Linked DNA regions of Mus musculus: region 1 is linked to region 2. The links are chromatin contacts, called in public HiChIP or PLAC-seq maps. All regions are on one chromosome and are shown on one strand. Each heading gives the region's core, a stretch centred on a gene start, on an enhancer-like site or on the middle of the called end of the contact. The rest is flanking DNA. Distances are from core to core; before and after follow the strand shown. Region 1 overlaps Lpp (LIM domain containing preferred translocation partner in lipoma). Region 2 has its middle 26 kb from the start of Lpp.

Evidence for each region. HiChIP or PLAC-seq counts read pairs in DNA pulled down with a chosen protein or histone mark.
Region 1: an H3K27ac HiChIP or PLAC-seq map of heart atrium shows a contact between it and region 2, with 6 read pairs. The contact joins two enhancer-like sites. A contact is called at or near these places in 7 of 484 Hi-C or Micro-C datasets (embryonic stem cells, liver, morula and 3 more) and 4 of 115 datasets of contacts at active chromatin or transcription factors (embryonic stem cells, heart atrium, intestinal villus epithelium and 1 more).

What each region holds. Positions count from the first base shown.
Region 1 is chr16:24,482,232-24,485,504 of GRCm38.p6, reverse strand. All of the region lies in intron 3 of Lpp (LIM domain containing preferred translocation partner in lipoma), which reads right to left. Among named protein-coding and RNA genes, the nearest start is that of Gm24440, 77 kb to the right of the region's middle. Within about 2 kb of position 1,929, at least 28 of the 459 cell types and tissues checked have an H3K27ac peak or open chromatin away from gene starts, as enhancers often do. A contact at or near this core is called in heart atrium, where this site is marked.
Region 2 is chr16:24,365,614-24,368,977 of GRCm38.p6, reverse strand. No RefSeq gene overlaps it. Among named protein-coding and RNA genes, the nearest start is that of Lpp, 26 kb to the left of the region's middle. Within about 2 kb of position 1,332, at least 23 of the 459 cell types and tissues checked have an H3K27ac peak or open chromatin away from gene starts, as enhancers often do. A contact at or near this core is called in heart atrium, where this site is marked.

The DNA of each region.
Region 1 (3,273 bases), core at 680-3,179, 120 kb before region 2:
GGGATCTAGCGCCCTCTTCTGGCTTCTGCAGGCACCAAATACACAGCAGCACACAGGCAAACATGGAAGCAAAACAGTCATACGCAAAATTATCTTTTGTTTTTAAAGAAAAACAATGTACAAGACATATCATTTTAGTAAAAAAGTTCATGGCATTGAAAACTGTGGTTATTTATGCCTCACATAAATAAACTGTAAACATAGCCATACATGTGAGCACGTGCACACGTGCACATTTAGACACACTGGGGAAGAGAGAGAGTAGGAAGGAATGGGGGGGGGGCGAGGGTGCTAGAAAACTTTTTTCCAAAAATTTAACAACGATCATTAAAGCAGAATGTATTCAGGGGTAAATTTTATTTTCTACTTTGTATTTTCCTGCCCTGCTTCAAATTCACTATAGTGCTTAGAAATCATTCAAGTGATAAGACCATCTAGAAATAAAAGAGAACAAAATAAAATGCAAACTAGAAGAAAACAAAAGACTCCAGAGGAAAAAGCACACGTTTGCCCTCAGGGTGTGGCAGGGCATCTATGCTCCAAGTCTTACTGTCCATCCCAGACACCTCTAGGCTAAACATGGCACACTGGAAGGCGGTATCCTTTCTTTCTCTTCTTTTCCGGTGCTTGGAATTGACTCCAAGGTCTAAAGAGGCTCTGCCACTGAGCTGCAGCCCCACTAGGCAATGCTCTTTGAAATCTCTCCTGCCATTTGTAGCTTGGCTCAGCTAAGATCCATTACTATAAATGAGGATAATATAGGGACAGCTGTAGTCTTCCAGAACCTTCCCTCAAAGGAACAAAAGCCCTTGGAATCTCTTAGGATCCCAAACAGAAAAAGAGGGTAGAGCATGCCTTCCCAGCACCCACTGTCGGCCACACCCTGCCCGTCATAAGGTTACACACCAAATGCTACAGAAACGGTGTGTTGAACTCCAGTCGCGTTGATTTCATTGTTCTGTAGCTTTCTTCATATAGCTGCTGCTGGGGCACAGCTCAGGCACAAAAAGGACACCCAAGCCCTTTGAAATACTAGATATTTAATCACTATGCCACCACGAAATCCACTTTGGCACCAGAGCAATGGTGACAGTATGTGTTGTAGCTCAGTTTTTGTGCTGAGAATGAAAACAGTCTACCTATAGAACCAGCGACCATCTCTACCAGTTATTACTGACACACACCAGCACAGGATACCCCTACAATGCTACATCGATCAAACAAGCGCAGGCTTCATAGCTCTAACTAGAAGTGCTCACGGTGAGTTTTGTTTTCTTTTTGATTTCTAGTCAGCAATTATTGGATTTTCTACATGACATTTCATTGTTATCATATTTAAAAGAAAAGAAGAAGGTGGTGGCCCCATAGGAAGATATGCCAACAACCAGCACCTTGAAGAGACAGCATCTCTCTTCAAGCTGAAGCTGGGGCTGCCTCAGAGGCACGAGTGCAGGGAACAGGCTGTAACTAGGTCACTGGATTTTGCTTCCTCACAGTAGACCTTTTGCACATGCTCGCCGGAGCTTCCAAGAGCTCAGGAGGCTAACTCTGTACAACTGCTGCGATGGACTAAAAGTGATCCAGTTACTCATGGAATCCATGCTGGAATGAGTCCCATGTTCCTGGCACGGCAGAAGGTGCCAGAAGTAAGCAGAGGCTACCCCACCCTCCTGAAGTGGACAGTGGCAGACGCTCGAGGTACAATGTGATGAGTCCTAAATGTTCCCCCTCGGAGCAGTGTGTGGCTCTAGTGAAGGGAAGATTATTTCTCGCTGGGAAAATGACAGGTGGCTTCAGGACAGTGAGTGTTCCACCACCAGGAGGTACCGGAACAAGTCGGGATGGGACAGATCCAAGGCCAGGGTACAGCTCAGCTGGCTGGCACCCAGGGGCAATGAAGAATGACCTTAATTTTGGAGAGAACACACAGTGACAGGCGACGGACTTTGGGTATTTCCACAGCAGAAAGGCAGACTGTCACTGTATGCACTGGATGCGCCTAGGGAGCATGACAACTGAAGTGGATCTTTTGTAAATTCAAGTTGGTGCAGGAAGCAAAAGGGAGACACTACAAACAAATATCCCAGTCACTGTAAACAAGACATGGTATGCTCCGGAGTACAACTGTGGGGAATGACACTTCATGACTGGAAATGACATCCGGCCAGGGTTGCCAATCTGGTGTGGAGGTAAGTAGTGAAGAAGGGAAGATGACAAAGGCCACTGCTCTGTCTTCAGGTGGCTCTCACTGATACAGTCTGGATGGCCCACTCGATTCAACGTACACTCATGCCGTTCTTATACCATCCTCTCCACTGCCTTGGACACCTGAAAAGGGCTCAGTAAATAAACTCTCAGTAAGTAACATTGTGATATTGACTGGTTGCTGGTTTCAAAACATCAAAAAAAGGAATGAAAACAAGAAGCAGGTGTTCTCCTCCCTAAGGAGACAGGCAGAAGAAAGCTAAGACCCAGGGCCTCAACCCAGCCCATTCCAGTACCAACCTAAAAGGGGAAACCTAACCATGGTTATGAATCCAAAGCTCCCAGGTGATTTTACCATGCAGCCATGGGAGAGCGTGATGGCTAGGTGGAAGCACTGACCACTGAGCACGGGGATCACAGGAATATTCCAGAAAAGCCCGCTCTCTTGCAACATCTGTTTCCCTGGCTTTGCTTCAAGAATGAGCTTCTTGTAATGACAAGGTCGGGACTGGCTGGACCTCTCGGCAGACCCTTGAAAACACCAATCAAGGGTCTCTTCTTGCAAAGGGGGCCCAGGGCTAACCTTGTCATATTCTACTCATGACGGCAGAGGGAGAGGTGAACAAGCTGAGTCTCCAGCCCTTGGTGTTGGAGAACTGCAGTGGGTAATTAACACATTGATTTTGCAGTGAGCTAAGCAAACAGCAAATAAATACACTCTCCTATTCCAAGGGTCCTCTCAACCTCTCCAAGCCTCAGTTTCCACATCTGCAAAGTGGAAAATTACAGTGTATGTCTAACATGTTTTTTTCCAGTATATCCAAGATTAGCTATGATGTTAACATCACAGTGATTATGCAGCAAATAAATTAACATGAGGATATAAAATGCTCTACAAATTGTGTTCCATGACAAGATTATCTGCTGAAAACAAAGACTAGAAGTACATGCAGGAGACAAACAATGTATAGGTCATATATGTACATACGTGTGTACACACACACATCTGAAACAGGCAAGAGGATGAGAAGGTAGTGGATATGGAAGCCATTTATAGGTAAACTGGTC
Region 2 (3,364 bases), core at 83-2,582:
TATGTATATATATATATATATATATATATATATATATATATATATATATATATGCCTACTTGTTGCCATGGTCACCATAAACAGATTCATGGTTAATTTTAGAGAGTGAAATGGTCTATGTTTTGATATTCTTATATAAATCGTTGTGCACTAGTATTAAAAAAGCGTTGGCTTCCTTCCATCGGTAACTCACAGAAGAGAGAGACAAGTTTGTCCTTGTAAGTCCAGAGGGATAGGAATAAACTCAAAAGCTAGAGGTAGCTGAAGGCAGAGCTTAAGTAACATAATAATCACAGTAGTCTAACCATTATACAACTGGCAGCTGTGTGTGTGGCGGAGATCACTTGATTCTTTTGCAGAGGATCCAGGTTTTCTACCTAGTATCTGCACAGCTGCCTATGACTTCAACTCCAGGAGGTCTAACCTCCACTTCTAGACTCTGAGCGGATGCATATGTCTGCATACTCACATGGACACACATATATAATAATTAAATAACAGAAATAAATCTTTTAAAAATGGGGCAGACTGGATTCCTGACTAGTTCCTGAGATAGAATAACACCTGAGCTTCATGTGAGGAAGTTTTCAAAAGTTCATGTTTGTACTCAGATATCAATCGCTTTTACTGACTCAAAGCAAAAAAGCATGTCTCTCACAATAGCAGAACCCCTCCCTCCTCATTTAGGATTTCTAGAATGCAAAACAATTTGCACAATTAACGCAGCACCCATAACATCTTGGACCATCATTTGTGCAACTTTCTTACCAGAAGTAAGTATAGTCCAGTCTGCAAGAGTCTTGGCTGTTTTTGTCAGAATGCCCTCGATAGTGAGGGAACAAACTCGAATCCAAGGAATAAACCTCACCGGGCTTTTCAGATTCGGTTCATAGGGGGCAGAAGGATGTGATGGGTAGGGCAGAAAATGGCAACCTTAATGACGTTTCATTTATCCTTGAGTTTGGATCAGGCATGGGGCTCAGAGTTTTACTAAAATTTCTTTTGTCCTCTAGATAACTAAGTAAATAACAGAGTTCACTTGCCTTACATTACAAGTGAAGTTAGTAGGTTAAGGGGTCCCTCACCCACTTCCTAAATGGGTGACCCAGCTCGAAGCACGTCCTTAGACTCTAGCTCTCCCGGAGGAAGCCTTAGGCAGCAGGAAATAGTTCTTTCCTAAAGTTTAAAAGAATGCTGATTTAGTGTTCTCTTTCTACATAATTTGTATCAGCTGGGCAACACCTCCCATCCACCTCCCCCTCGGGGAGTCCCTGGGGGAAAGAACTATTCTGATTTCCAAAACTCGCTTGCCTGGCCAGATGCCTGCCTGTTCGGTGCTCCATGCTCACTCCTGACCCAGGAATTTAGATTACTTACTTACTAGCCCCTCCCAACCACCTTCCCCATTTCTAGCTCTAAAAATTTGCATGAGATCCAACAAAGGAAGTAGTTATTACCTGGGTGATGCGTGTTAAGGAATTTCTTTCAATAGCAGAGAATCCCTATCTCCTTTAGTTTTATTTTCAAGCTTTTCCTGTTCTGTTCGCGTGCATTTTTGGTATGATTAGAAGGTGTTAGAATAGGGAGGGGCTTTATTTATTCCCAGGGTGTTTTTGGCATAAGCAAGAACTACTGTGTGAGAGCTTCCCCCACACAGGAGCGTCACAGACACCTCTCGGAGGGTGTGAGCAGAGCCCTCCTCAGGCTTTTGCTGAGAAGATAGCAGCTTGCCACGTGGGACTGGAGGTGATAGGGAAGGTGATGGGAGCCAGCTGGAAAGAGCTTAGTGTTAGGCATCATGAGATTCCCTTCCAGAGCAGCCCCTAAGTCATGGTGTGGGATGTGGTCCACTTGGCCTGCTCTTCAACAGGCAGATGGCTAGTGACCCAAGACTTCTTTCACCTCCGAGCCTTTGATGATGCATAGCCAGAGGACTAGAGAGTATTGGTCTGTAGTACTTGACTATCTAATTAATGCTTGATGTCTGATTTCTGGTCCTTTCTTTGGCCGGAATCAGAAATCACCCCAAGAGTGTCTCTGACAAATGGTTACTTCTTGTTTGTTTCACCTTTTCTGATGAGCAGAAGTTTGTAGCATTTGTGTAGCGAGCTGTCCCATTCTTGAACAGTATGTAGTTGGAACATAATACTATAAACACCATCTTTCTATAATCCAGTAGAAAATGTTTACAGGTGGGTAGGAGACTAGGGATTTAACCCAGTTGTTAGAGTGCTTGTCTAGCATGCGTAAAGCCCAGAATTCAAACTCTACCTTCCTCATAAACTGGGCATTGTAGCCGAACCTATAATCCCAGTAATCAGGGGCTAGAGGCAGGCAAATGAGAGATTTAAGATTATCTTAATCTCCTTGGCTATATAGCCTGCACTAGTGACCCTGTCTCCAAAAAGAAAAAGAAAAAAACAACAAAACCATTTATCTTTCTGACACTTAAATAAAGCCCATTTGTCCTGCACATTTTACAGGACAAATCACCTTCTTTCAGGGTCATTGGTTGCAAGCACCAAAATGGACTCTGTTTTTTCATTCAAAGAGGGTTAGTTGAGACCACTTATACGACCAAAAGAATGGGCTTAGACAGGAGACAAAGATCTGCATTCAAGGTCATATGTCAGGAGAAATCTGGTCCACTGCAGTTGCTTTGAACTTCGATTGTCTTACCTTTTGGCCCCTGATCCTTGCTCATTAAAGAGTCAAAGTCCTAGAATACGATTGGTCAAGCCCTACTTGTGTGATTCAAGTCCAGCTTTCTTTTTTCTTCTAAAGAGACAATCATAAACCTTTGTCAGTGAACATCTAGTACTGTTCTATATCTTAATATGGTCCCTTCTAACAACCCACTTCTGTCCTCTAGAGGAGAACACAATTATCCTCTAAAAGACGAGCTTTGTAACAGTGAACACATTCTACCCTCAGATCCAGTTGCAGCTTCCAGCTTGTTAATTTTGTGTATAGCTGTGTACTTCCACAATCTTCACTAAAGCCCTCCAGTATCGCTTAATGAACTTTTTTAATTGGCTCTTTTAAAATAGTAGCGCAATCAGCCTCCTCATTTGATTCATGAACAAAACTCTCCAGAAAGGCTGAAAGGGAAAGTGTGAATCATAGTTTAAGGAGATGCTTTTTAATGTGCCGTAAGACCAACAGGCACATCCATCAGTGTGCACTCCAGGGCACGCTACATACCTTCATGATGGAAAGTGAGCAGAATCCCGTCTCACCAGAGGCGATAAAGTTTTGAACCTCAGATACAAGATGACATTTTGTTTTTGGAAATGCCTGCCTCTGAGAACGATGAGGGTGAAGCTTCAACACAGGGCTTCCGAGGGCCTGTGTACAGAAGTGA